Regions from separate parts of the Danio rerio genome. Here region 2 is linked to region 1. A link is a contact called in public Micro-C data. All regions are on one chromosome and are shown on one strand. The core of a region is the stretch at or near the end of the contact, and the rest is flanking DNA. Distances in the headings are between cores, read along the strand shown. Region 1 holds the start of txndc9 (thioredoxin domain containing 9). Region 2 holds the start of uchl3 (ubiquitin carboxyl-terminal esterase L3 (ubiquitin thiolesterase)).

Region 1 (6,711 bases), core at 1,482-3,981:
ATGGCCTTCGTAGTCACCAGATCTCAATCCAATAGAGCACATTTGGGATGTGGTGGAACAGGAGATTTTCATCATGGATGTGCAGACGACAAATCTGGAGCAACTGTGTGATGCTATCATGTCAATATGGACCAAAATCTCTAAGGAATATTGCCAGTGTATATAAATGCCTTCATCCATTTTTCATTTATGAGGAAACCTGAAGATTGTACAGGAATAAACCTATTCTAGATGCAATGCCCTGATGCATTTAATAGAAACTTGTGTGATGACTTGTGTGATGTGTGTGATGATTTATAAAAGTGTGAAAAAGCTCATTAAAGATTACGAAAAAGTTAAATATTCTAAACATTAATCTGCAATATTACAATATTACGCTGACCTGTAGTTTATGATGTCAGAACAGCCCAGTCTCCACTCCAGCATTTCGGTAGGAAACTCATCGGTGTTGCCCAGATCGCTGAAACCCACAATATAATCTTTGGTCTTGCCGTCCTTCACCAGTGCCAATGTTGGAATGACTTTAATCCTCAGCCTCTCTGTAAGGAAAGGAGCCTTCTCCACATTCAGCTTGATGAACTTCGTTTCCAGATGCTTCTTAGCCAAAATAGCTAGGTGCTTGTCCAAAATCTTGCATCTTTGGAAAATAACATAAAAAATTACAGATTTATAATATGACAGTCAAGCAAAACAAATGTGTCCTGACATACCTGAAGGTGGAGTCTCTGTAGAAATGACAGACCACACTTTTGCTTTCTTTCACCTCTGGAAAGAAGTCTTTCTCACTTGGGATCTCTCTGTATTCACCATGCCCTTTAGAGATCCACTCCTAAGAACAAACGCATAAAACAGAGTTCACAATGTTTAATCACACATATACATGTCACTTAATATAGGTCACTCTTACACTTACAACTCTTAATACACTCATCTGGCTTTAGCCTAAGAATGGGTGTATTTAACCATTTTTGGACATTAGGAAAATTTGTATAAAAGGTTTACATTTTATACTTCATTACAGTGTGTACATTTTAATAACACAGGGATTTTCATCAGCTCAACTAAGAAAACACTCACCAAATGAATCGATTATCAGAATAACTGTTAGATGCAACATTAAAAGATGTATTCAAAACCACACATAAGTCACCTGCTTCTGTTTCTGAGCTTTCTTAAGGGCCTCGAGTCTTCTCTCCTTCAGCAGCTCCAGCTCGTCTTCATCCATGCGCTCCAGCTTCTCCAGCTCAGCATCCAGCTGCTCCTCCACCATCCGTGCTGACTGAAGCACCTGCTGCTCCAGAGCCTTCGCTACAATATCCATCGACTGACTGGCCATTTCTCTCACACTGCCTGCTACAGATATGGCAGTGTTTGACAAGACATGACACTTCACTTCAAAATAGTATACAGTGAAAAAGAAGATATTAAAACATAAATGCTTTTCTACACTAAACCAGTACCAGTTTTACACTCTCAAGGCAAGAGCCTGCAGATGAATAGGGCAAAAATTAACCATTATTTTGCCAGTTGATCAAATGCATTAAGAATTCTTCTAAAATGTCATGTTTAAATATGCCAATTAGAAATTTAATTAAATATAGACTAGTTCGTAGATTTTACAGAGAAGATTTTGGGATTCTTTTTTAATCAACCATACAATAATTCACAAAATAAAATGAATCAATGAATTGTATATCATCGGGTTAATTACACATGTACAAGCCTCTGTAAAAGCCTTTAGAATATAGACATGAATAAAACTAAAAAATTGGTCTGTGTTTGCTACTGATGTAGAGATTTATTGTTAAGTGCAGGAGAAAAAATCTAATTTTAAGAAAATGGCATTTAAAATATACTGTAATTTACAAGTAAAGGATAAATAAATTACAAAAGAATTTTTATTCTTTGGTGAACTGACGTTATCCCTTTAAGCAGAATAAAGGGAACATACATTTTGTAAGATTTATTTGCATTAGCTAAAACACTTTATGAAAGACCAAAAAGCACAATATATGAAAATAGCTACGTACATAAAAAAAAAAACAACAACCGTGTTTAGCCCGCAATGTCTTGACCAAAAGAACTGTCACTCACCTGACAGGCCTCACGACAACATGACATTAACGTTACTAAGGTTTCTGAGGGGGGGAATTCTACTTAGTTGCAACTGCTATGGTTTAACTGCATACGACAAATCAGTGAACAATGCTTGTGTGTAAAAGGTGTGGCATGGCATATTCAAAGGATTCTTGGACTTCATGTGCTTTCTGTTATCACAACAATAGAGATGCTGGTAGTCGGCCATACAGCAAACATGCTAACTTAGCTTAAACGTCTGCGTCAGACATGTGATGGTTAGAATTGACATTACGTTTTTATAAATTTCAGATATTTCATACTGTCGAGTTTAGGAAATGATGTTTGACTTTGTCTATACGTGCTATGCTAGAGTTATCAATTTGTGCAAGGTTAGTGCTAGTCCTCGCAAACAAACACCGTGGTAACGGCTCATTTGGTCCCAACACTATCATCAGCGGTTAATCAGAAAAACGACACACACTCCGCAGTGCAACAATAACAAACTATACTCAGTTTATTCTACGTACAATTTTAAATCTGTTAACATTTCTTTAGATGTTCAATGGAAACGGCACTTACCAACGCTGTATAATTTCTGAAAGGCGGCACACTGACGCAGGGCTTCACGCAAAGGCGTCGACTGATTACGTCACTCACACGTAGCGCTTTGTGACGTATTTCAGAATGTACAAAATTTATTATTTAACTCATCTGTCATAAAATCATTGTTAAATATGAACGTTTCACGATAACATTGCTTATACTAGTTTTAAAAAATGCACGTCACTTATTTTAATCATTATATTAATTAACAAAAGGTGCCATGTTTTCAGACCAATATGTTTATTTTATACAACATCCTGTTAATGCAATTAAGAAATCACCTTTTAAAAAAAAATAAATAAATAAATAATAGTTTTACACTACAATATATTTTATTTGAGCTCCGTGAATGGACCTTCATAAATCCAGAAAAGCTTGATTTTCACACACGCAGTTTATGTTTTGATGGTTCTGTATCAGTCATTTTTTTATTATTCCACTTATTTTTAATAAAGACAACTATACTTGCCCAGACTTAATCAGATACAATAGCATTCTTTAGACTTTTCATTCTCCAAGCATCTTATTTCATGTTTCTTTCCATTTTAAGGCAATGCAAGTTTATTTATATAGCACGTTTCATATACAGTGGAAATTCGAAGAGCTTTAAATAAACAGGAATAAAAGAGACAAGTAAATAATATAAATTATATTTAAAAATAAAGATGAAAATTTAAGTTATATTTACATAAACATAATTTTAATATTTAAATAATTTATATTTAAATTATATTTTTATACAATATAAACAAATAATGAAAGTGTTAAAACAGGTTATAAAAGAATGAAAAAGAAAAGAAAGACATTATAGTGTGATCTGTCGGACGTAGCACAGTGCTCATTCAGTAAAGGCACAGCTAAACAGATGTGTTTTCAGTCTTGATTTGAATGTGCCTAATGTTGGAGCACATCTGATCATTTCTGGAAGCTGATTCCAGCAGCAGGGAGCATAATAGCTGAAGGTGGATTCACTCTGCTTTGACTGAACTCTTGTCATTTCTTGTTTATATGATTCTAAAGATCTGAGTGATCTGTTAGGTGTCTATTCAGTGAGCATATCTGTAATGTATTGAGGTCATTTAGTGATTTATAGACAAGTAATAATACTTTAAAATCTATTCTGAATGTAACTGGGAGCCAGTGTAAGGACATGACGACAGGTGTGATGTGCTCTGATTTCCTGGTTCTGGTCAGAATCCTGGCAGCAGCGTTCAGGATGAGCTGTAACTGTCTTGACTGTCTTTTTGGGAAGGCCAGTGAGGAGTCCATTACAATAATCCATCCTGCTGCTGATAAAAACATGATCAAGTAAAAAGATTAGCAAAGTATCTAATTCTTGCAACGTTTTTGAGATTAAAGTATGCCGATTTACTTACTGCTTTGACATGACTACTGAAACTCACATCTGACTGACTGACCCTAGAATAACATCAAGATTCTTGACCTTATTTTTTTGTTTTACCTTTATTGGCCTCATTTGTGAATCAATGATAGCCTCATACACATATTATAAATGAACACAATGCAAACACTAAAACACAAGAAAGTATCACTTATCCAAATTTATTTGAAAATTTAGAAAACATACAAATGATGTCACAGCTTCAGGTCTTCAGGCACGTGTCATTCTGTCACCACAGATTTTTTGACCGAACATGGATTCTCAGGCCGTCCTCTCAGTAATGTCATAATAATGCCAGATGACCTTGTCATGAGCAGCTTCTTAAAACCGAACCAGTACAAATGTAAAACACTGAAAAAGTTACATTCTGTTCACGCATGAAGTCAAAGCAACAGCGAACAGGGGCTGAGAGGAACCAGCAGAGGACTACTGTAGTGAAGGATCCATCAGATTGAGAATTACTTAGCACCATTTCCACATATTCATAATAGAACACTTAAAAGCAAGAAGTCAATTTAATCAAATTAACCTGGCCAATATTTAAATCTTTTTCCTCATAAATATGCATCTCTCGTAGCTCTTTCACACATACAAACAAACATATAAAAGCAAACAATCAATAAGAGTGAGTTATATATATATATATATTTATATATAAAATCTAGGAAAACATAAACGTTAGCTTTACATAAAATGTTAGTATCCACATGCCAAAAGACTTTGATAGAAGACAACAGCATCTCCGTTCCTTATTTCAACTTTCAGTCTGACCCATAAAAGGCAAATAACATGCCAACAACGTTCTGCTTTGCTACAAAGTCTGTTAAATATTTCTGAGGTCAGACTTTCAGGGTAAACACCGGTTCTTGAGTACAAGAGAAGGAAATTTGGACAATAAAGACATTAAAGAACAAGGAAAAAAAATCCAAACAGCAAACAGAAAGCAAAGAGGCTTGCTTCGCTTGGTTTTGGACAGTCAGTGCATTAAAACATTCAGAAAAGTTGACACCATTTTACAACCAGGCTGTACATGTTAATATTAGTTAACACACTAGTAAACATGAACTAAAACTCAACAGCGCTTTAATCGAGGTTAGTAAGTGCTGTAAAATGTTAACTTCTACATTTACGTCCTCAAATGTTACAAATGCATGACTGTGTTATTGTTATTGTGATACATTATAAATTAAGAGGAACTAACAGTAGTAAATTAGTGAATTAGCAGTAACCAAGATTACCAAATGCTGTCAAAAGTGATTCATCTTATGGTCATGATACTCAACGCATTAACTAATGTTAACGAATACAACCTGATTGAAGAGCGTCACCAAAGTACTTCTAGACATCAGTCTAGAGATCTGACATCATGATAAAAGAAAAGTTCAGTGTTCAGCTGCTTCTGGGTGAAGCTGGTATATGCTAATCTGTTCCTCATCATTGGCTTGATCTTGTACCGTGATGCTACAATGATTGGCAGAGTCAGTTGTTGTCATGACGAGGTGGCAGGACTGAGCTGATGTCACAGTGACTGAGGTTAAGACGGTCTTCCTATGTGATCTTCAAAGTGCTGCCGTAGGTTTGCTGTACCACCACCTGCACATTGTCCAGGACAAAGTCAAAGGCCATGCTCCACACTGACTCTGAGGACTGCTGCATGAGCCTGAAAAACAATTAATGATGTTTGGGAAATGTGGAATTCATTTAATTTAAAAAATGTGAGTAAAATGGACTATGGCAATGGGCTAACTTCTGGTGAAAGCTTTACTTGACGATTTTCAGCTTTGTAAGGTTCCTTTTACAGCACCGATGCTGTAAAGCAGGCTTGTCCAAACTCAGTTCTGGAGGGCCGGTGTCCTGCATAGTTTAGCTCCAGCTACCTTCAACAAACCCCCTGGAAGTTTAGAATACCTAGAAAGAGCTTGATTAGTCGTTTCATTGGGTTGGAACTAAATATGCAGGACACCGGCCCTCCAGGACCAAGTTTAGACAACCCTGCAGTAATTACAATATATTCAGTTAAATAGACTTATGCATCCATTTGGTTGTTAAGGCATAAAAAAAGTTTGAAAGGCCATTTAAACACAGGCGCAGTCATCAGCAGCAGACCAGCGCAAAAACTTAATGTCCTTATTTTAAAGTCATGGTGTGGAAAAATATTATTTAATGCAGTGCTTCTTGTTAGGTCTGATACCCACTTTATATTATATCTTAGCCAGTCAGAGGAGATCGCTGTTTTTTTTTTTTTTTTTAAAGAAATCACATTTTAAAAGCGGCGACTTTGTATGAGATGAGAATTCATCGGAAGCCCTGGGGCTGGCTGACTGAATTTTAAGTCCATGTGCATTTACGCCATTACTGGTGTAAAGATGAGAAAAGAAGTATCATTTTTAACTTCTTTAATTCAGGATAAAATGATAACACCTGTAAACACCTGAAAACAAAATCTTTGAAAACGATGATGTCATGCGCATCCAGTTCGTTCCCTTTGAATAAATTGTCCATAATAATGCGATACTCCAGGGGGTGGGGTGGGGGCTTTACTGTTCTACAATTTTATAAATGCTTCCTAAAATCTAATATATTATGTTCAATAGGGGAAAATGTTGTTGTTTTTTACCTGGATATTT
Region 2 (6,711 bases), core at 2,762-5,261, 160 kb before region 1:
TATCTGCTCCCTCTTTCCTAGGCTTCTTAGCTTTACCCGGCACTGATGTAAATTCAGAGGTTTCCTCTACAAGACCGATTTGCAAATCCTGTAAATGTTCCCTGTTGTAAGCTTTTTTCTTTGATCCGTCATGAGAAACAGGCTCTGGCTTCTTGTAATGTTGTGCGGTGACATCTAAACCAATATTTAGAGGTGATGTTTGGGTTTCTACTACTTCCAGTAAACCTTTTGCTTTGTTAGAATCATCAAATATATTGCAATCTGTCAATGCTGAACTCCTGTTGATTGAGTGACTTGTTTGTATCACATAAGTTCCTCTCTTTTTCTGTGTATTGTTCTTTTCAAACTGAGAAAGCAGGTGCGCTGGAGTTTTATTTGTGTGTGTTTTGACTTCACTGAGATGCTTATCAGTACCTGGATCTTCTGAGCATACACTAATGGCAGACTCCACATTTTCATCCACAAACAATGAACTGAGATCCATCATAGGTTTTGAGACTTTGGTCCTCCTGCTCTTCTCAGATTTTAACCCATCGTGAACTACAAATGTTCTTCTTGGTTCATGGGTGTCATTAGTCTCTTTTTCTTTGTTTTTTACCGTTTTACTCGAAGGTTCAGAATTCTCAAGCTCAAGATCATTACCACAATCGTTTAAAATATTACTAGGAGGATCTTTGGAGACTGTATATGTTTTTCTTAGATCTTGGTTAGGTTCTTTCGGTTTACAGGTGCGCCTTTTAGAACGAGAGGTGATATGAGTTTTCCTGCGAGCGGATAGTAATTCTGTTTCCTGGCCATTCTGAACAGTGGTAGAGCACTGCTGTGTCACAGTGGTCATATCTTTTGGCACAGCTATTGAATAATCTGATGAAAATTGAATTAGCGAGTCTTCCACTCCAGATACACCATCACTACCTTTTTCAGACAGACACACATTCTCCTTTATCTGATGTTCATCTGTAACTCTAGAGGTTCCTGCGTTTGTTTCCACTGTCAGAATTTCAGAAGGATTGTCACTCATGGTAATATCCATTCTAGAGTCATTTATGGTGTTTTGAAGTGCTAAATTGTCTTCCTTTTGGTTGGGAGCATCACTATCTGTAGCTCCTTTGACCATAGCAGTATTCACTGATTCAGACTCAACATTATTATGATGTTGTGGACACAATGTTAGTCTATTTGGCTCTCGTTCAACCTCTTTCTCCATTTCAAAATTCTGACCTAAAAAAAAAAACAGACAAAAAGCAAACCAAGATTATTAAAATCACATAAACTTTTAATGTGTTATCTGTAATCTAAAAGGTGCATAACATTGGTTTACATAAATTAGGATGATATAATATCAATCACCCACACTTAAAAAAAGGCCAATTCACACGGCACCACCACACACTGACCAACACAGGATTACAATGTGTAATTTCTCAGACATTGCAAAACACAGCAAAACAACGTGTGCATGTTTAGCTGGCAAAAGCAGGCACTAACCAAAGCCAACATTAATCTGACAAAACCTGATGAGGTCTCTGCTGCCCTTGGTCAGCATATGTCAGTAAGCGTCAATTATCTATCACACTTTAACTGTTTGCTCTCCCAAACGGATGACCAAATTTTGACTGTTTTAAATAATCACTGTTACATTTATTTAAAGAATGACTGTTTTAACTAATGTAACACACAGCATTGTTGGTTTACAAAAAAATCTAACAAACATAATCCCTTTGCACCACTACACTTGATTATAGTTTTATTGTAAAAAAAAAAAAGAAAAGAAAAGAAAAAGAAATCATGTTAAATGATAATCTGAAAAATTTTATGGCATACTTCAAAAAATAAAGATGATTTAGTATTCATTTTTTATATTGAATATATTATTAAATAAATTGGTTACACTTTATATATTTCATATTATGTATAATTCTGGTACTTTTACCATAAAATTGGTAGAGGTAGATATTTTATAAATTATGGGATGTGTTGAAAAAAAATGCATTGAGTGTGTTAACTAATGACATTAGGAGATGAGAAATGCAAAATGTTTTTTTCTTGGTGGGGCAGTTAAAGGGTTAAGGAACCTTATACACGATAAATAGCCAACAGTATTTTCTCATACCCTCACTGGTGTTGTCTTCAGTGTCAACACTGTCTGGAACCTTTACAAAAAAGAACATTATTCACATCATTAATAACCAAATTAGTTGTTTATAACAATGTGACTATTTAACAGTTAGCTATTGCGAACAACTTACAAAGCTTGGCTGAAAAAGTACTGGTAATATGGACAATACTATTAGAACAACAAGTCTCACAAAGGTAAACTATTTGAAAAATATATCAACTACTTACCTCATCATTACAAAAAATGTCAACGGCCTTTGACATCGAGTTCAGGGAGGAGTCATAAAACTCTTTTATAACAGCAAACTGGAAATGCATACATTTTAATAAATAAGTTTTTTTAAGTAAATTAGATGGATCTTTATTAACTGCTATGAAATTTCTGTCTTATGTTTTGATAGAGGTGTCAGGATAGATTAAGCATGAGGTACAAGTTAAACTGTAGCAAGAATAAATGGCATATAACAGACCAGGACTTCACTCTCTAACAGACTCACCAGTTGTTTGTTTTTATGACGCTGAAAAGCAAGATCAAAATGAGTTGCCTGTGCATCTTTCCTCAGCCTCACCACCTCTGCCTCCAGTTCTCTGCTCCTCTGCTTCTGAGCAACCAGAGCCAAGGCCAGAGCTTTGTTATTGCTTTTCAAAGAGAGCTTGAAGAATGACGAGGTATCTGACAGACAATGAAAGTCAAGTTACTGTCACGAATCAGCTCGTTAAAATAAGACCATGAACGACCGTTTGATCTGTTCAACGTTAAGTAATTTCTTACTGTGTATTTTCGTCTTTATCTTGGCAGCGTACACAGATGCCGTTTGTTTGCCCATTCTTGTGTTTTCCTTCTCTTTAGATCCCATTGTCAGCGTTTTATCGCTTAGAGCTGTAAAAAAGAAACTGCCGTTATCATTAATAATCTTAATTTGGACTACTCGCCGTTAATAAGAATATTTACAAACCTGATTTTTGATTATATTTGTCTTTATACATGTTACAACGCGTCTATCCTGACAGCAACTAACATTACTGAGCGTAACATTAAATCAGTTTGTACATATTTAAAACCAAACAATGCCGCGAACACTTCAAAAATTTTCTTCTCTTGTGATTAACAAAGTAGTGGACAGAAATGAACAGTTGAGTATCGCCACCCACCGGACTAAGTCAGTAACGCACACGAGACAGTAAGAGCACAGAGAACGTTAAATCGCCAACAAATATTGTAGCAAAGTTTTATACACACCAATTTAGATTTGTTCAAGCTTCTCTCCTTTTCATAGAATTTAAAAAATATTTAAAAAATTTATTTAAAGTCATAAAACAGGCAAAAACCAAAAGTGCCTCAAAGTTCTCTAAACTTTTGTCAGTTATATGGATTTACCCCCTGAATGTATTTTAATTTGCAATGGTTTGATTTAAGGTTTTTTATGCTGCTGTTATTACTGTGTACTATATTTTTTATTATATGCAGCTTGGATGCAACGTTATATATATATATATATATATATATATATATATATATATATATATATATATATATATATATATATATATATATATATATTTCGCAATGATAAAATAACTACATAACTCAAAATAACTCAAAGAGGTAATATTATTGATATTTTACAAATCACAATTACGGTGTTTATAAGAAACTTGCCGTTGTGTAATCTATATTTTGATCTAAATTTTATATTAACACATTATACATGTATTATATACTAAAATAGTAATGGTACGTTTTAAGGAATGATGCCGTTTGGAATTAGTAAAATGTTCTTTGAAATAAAATATGATCAGAATATCACCTTGTAAACTATTAAACGACGACTTTTATTTTGAAGTTTTTAGCCGGTCTTTATGTCAGTGGCTGAGTTCACAGCCCCGCGCGCACATATTCCATTGAGCTTCCTCCTCAGCTGTCAAAGCCTCTGCACACCATTGCTCGAGGTAGCAAAATCATCTTTTTATTTAGGATTTTAGGCAGAGCTTAATCTGAGATGGAGGGCCAGCGCTGGTTACCACTGGAAGCAAACCCAGAGGTAAGAGTTACTCCTCAATCTCACGGTCTTTCGCCGTGAATTCAGTTTTTTTTCGTTCATCCGTTCGTTTTTTCATTGGCAGCTTATAGCAGAAACGGTAAGCTGCACCTCATGTGTTTGACATCCTATTTTATATGACACTGTTTTGTGTTCTGTGTCTGCTTTACAGGTTATGAACCAAGTGAGTAGATGTCTCGACTCTCTGGGTGTGTCTAGGATTCAAAACTTGTGCCAAATGAATGAATCAGGTTTATTAAAGCACGCTATGATAAAGCTAATGGCATCCACTTTGATTTATTATGCTTATCAACACTACTACTGAGCTTAATATGTTGTTTGTAGCGTTATTGTTTTTTTAACTATTGTAAAATATTATTTATATTCCACTTTAATGTATGATAAATCTGTTTAAATGGAAAAGGTTCTTGATTGAGCAGGCCCTTGTCTCTGTAAACGGCCTCTATTACTACTCTTATGAGTTAGGACTTGTGTTTAATATGTATTTGTTGTGTTATACTTTTGTTAAGTTTTTACGGCAGCTTGGCTTGGTACCCACCTGGCAGTTTGGAGATGTGTACGGCTTGGAGCTTGAAGTTCTCAGTTTGGTGCCAAGGCCTGTGTGCGCTGTACTTTTGCTCTTCCCTATAACAGAGAAGGTACAATTGCACTTTACACCCCTATAGACTTCATGTCAGCAAACAAGCTCTGTATTTATAGATGCTTCTTTGTAGATTATGGAGGAGCAGCTGAATCTGGTTGATGGTAGCATTAGCCAATTTTGTACATTTATATTTTGCAAATTATAATACATTAAGAGACCACTAGAAATGTCTCAGATTTCATAGATTTTATAAAGGTCTGGTAATGTTTCTATTAGATTTCAAATTTTAAAATGTTGTTTTAAAATGACGATTGAAGAGAAAAAAAATTGTTGTGTCTGCAAATCAGTGTTATTCTACCATATACTGATCACAAGGCATGGGCCGGTATACTATTCTGATGGTTTGATGACGTTGAATAAAAATATCACGGTTTCACTGTATTGTCATTACTGCTCTAACATATATCCTTTTTAAATGTCTGAGTAAAAAACTCTAATTTTTACCCTTCAAACACAATATATTTTATTTTGCGAAACACCTAAAATATTTTGAGACAGTAAACATGTCAGGCTAAATAATTAAAACACAAAATTAACTCCTGCTGTGGTTCAAAACCGCAGATTGTTTTACAATTTAAAACGCATCTTTGAATATCTTTTCTACTGGAGATACTGTTACTCAAAAAAAAAGTAAATAAATTTTACACGTACCTTAGGAACGTAGAAACCTTGACTTTTCCAAACTGCAGTATACCTTGAAAACTGTTATCGTCCCATGCCTGCTGATGACCCAAAAACGAAAATTTACTCCTTTTTAAAAAGATTTAAACCTTTAGGTTTCTTTCTTCTGCTGAACACAAATAAAGATGGCCAGTACCCATTGACATCCATAGTAGGAAAAAAGTCCATGGAAGTCAATGGCTGCTTTTCTTAAAAAAAAAATAATAATTTTTTATGTTCAGCAGAAGAAAGAATCGTAAACTGGTTTAGATGAAGTGAAGGGTGAGAAAATTAAAGAATTTAAATTTTTAAGTGAACTATCACTTTAACTTGTCTGACATTAAAATAATGGGATTGTCTAACCTGCCAACATTCCTTTTTTTTCCTGGGAGTCTCCTGTATTTCACACTATCTCCCGCTATCCTTTTGTTTTGTTATTTATTATTTTTGTTATATATTATTTTTTCTTTTTTGTTACCATCTGTAACATTCCTGGGTTGCCAACTTTGGTATAATATCCGAAAGCAGCAGCCGATAACTTTAAACTTTGGTTTCCTCAATTTACAAAGAAATATATACAGAGAAAGCATATTCAATGCACGTAAGCCTCAATTATTTCAAATGCTCTTTATGAAAATGTCAGAAAAAGCATAACATTAATTTCTTGCACCAGCCTAAATGCTTGCCTTATTTACGTGAATGAAAGTCTTGTAATGCAATTTCTTGGATGATTTGAAATTAAAATTAAATATTTTTTTCCTTAATGTAGTATGAAACCTTTAGACAGGAGGAAGAGGCAAAAATTAAAGGACAAGGACAAGAGGTGTCCTCAGATGTGTACTTTATGAAACAAACCATCGGCAATGCTTGTGGAACAATAGGGCTCATTCATGCTGTGGCAAACAATCAAAATCATCTAGAGTTTGGTGGGTATCATTGCTGATTTTTGTTTTTTTTTAGGCATGTTTTCCCTGCTTTTAAAAAAAAGATAGCCACTTGTTATGCATTAATATTCTTGTTTGCAGTATGTTCATAAAGTTTTACTTTTTCCAGAGCTCAATTCACCACTTAAGACATTTTTACTCCAGTCTGCAAAGATGAGTCCAGAAGAAAAGGCAGCTTTCCTTGAAAAAGATGAGGTGATGAAATTAGGTATTTTAGTGCAACAGTGTGCAGCTGGTTGTTACACTTTTTTTACTGAGGTTATCAGTAACCAGATCTGACTGTTAT

The links. A called contact is a pair of places that touch in the nucleus more often than the background predicts.
Region 2: a Micro-C map of caudal fin shows a contact between it and region 1, with 6 times the contacts expected there. The contact joins the promoter of uchl3 here to the promoter of txndc9 in region 1. A contact is called at or near these places in 3 of 18 Hi-C or Micro-C datasets (caudal fin, hematopoietic stem cells and an unstated tissue) and 1 of 4 datasets of contacts at active chromatin or transcription factors (caudal fin).

Annotation. Positions count from the first base shown.
Region 1 is chr9:23,431,160-23,437,870 of GRCz12tu, reverse strand. txndc9 (thioredoxin domain containing 9) reads right to left here and starts at 2,731. Exons shown (of 5, transcript NM_200021.2): 1 at 2,659-2,731; 2 at 1,151-1,353; 3 at 711-829; 4 at 383-637. The coding sequence starts at 1,336. rev1 (REV1 DNA directed polymerase) reads right to left here. Exons shown (of 21, transcript NM_001123300.1): 21 at 5,633-5,744. The coding sequence ends at 5,633.
Region 2 is chr9:23,590,359-23,597,069 of GRCz12tu, reverse strand. It overlaps uchl3 (ubiquitin carboxyl-terminal esterase L3 (ubiquitin thiolesterase)), which reads left to right and starts at 4,011. Exons shown (of 9, transcript NM_001024405.1): 1 at 4,011-4,160; 2 at 4,330-4,341; 3 at 4,688-4,816; 4 at 6,251-6,407; 5 at 6,535-6,620. The coding sequence starts at 4,119. It overlaps sgo2 (shugoshin 2), which reads right to left and starts at 3,219. Exons shown (of 8, transcript NM_001123299.1): 1 at 3,075-3,219; 2 at 2,891-2,998; 3 at 2,616-2,791; 4 at 2,347-2,424; 5 at 2,114-2,153; 6 at 1-1,221. The coding sequence starts at 3,105.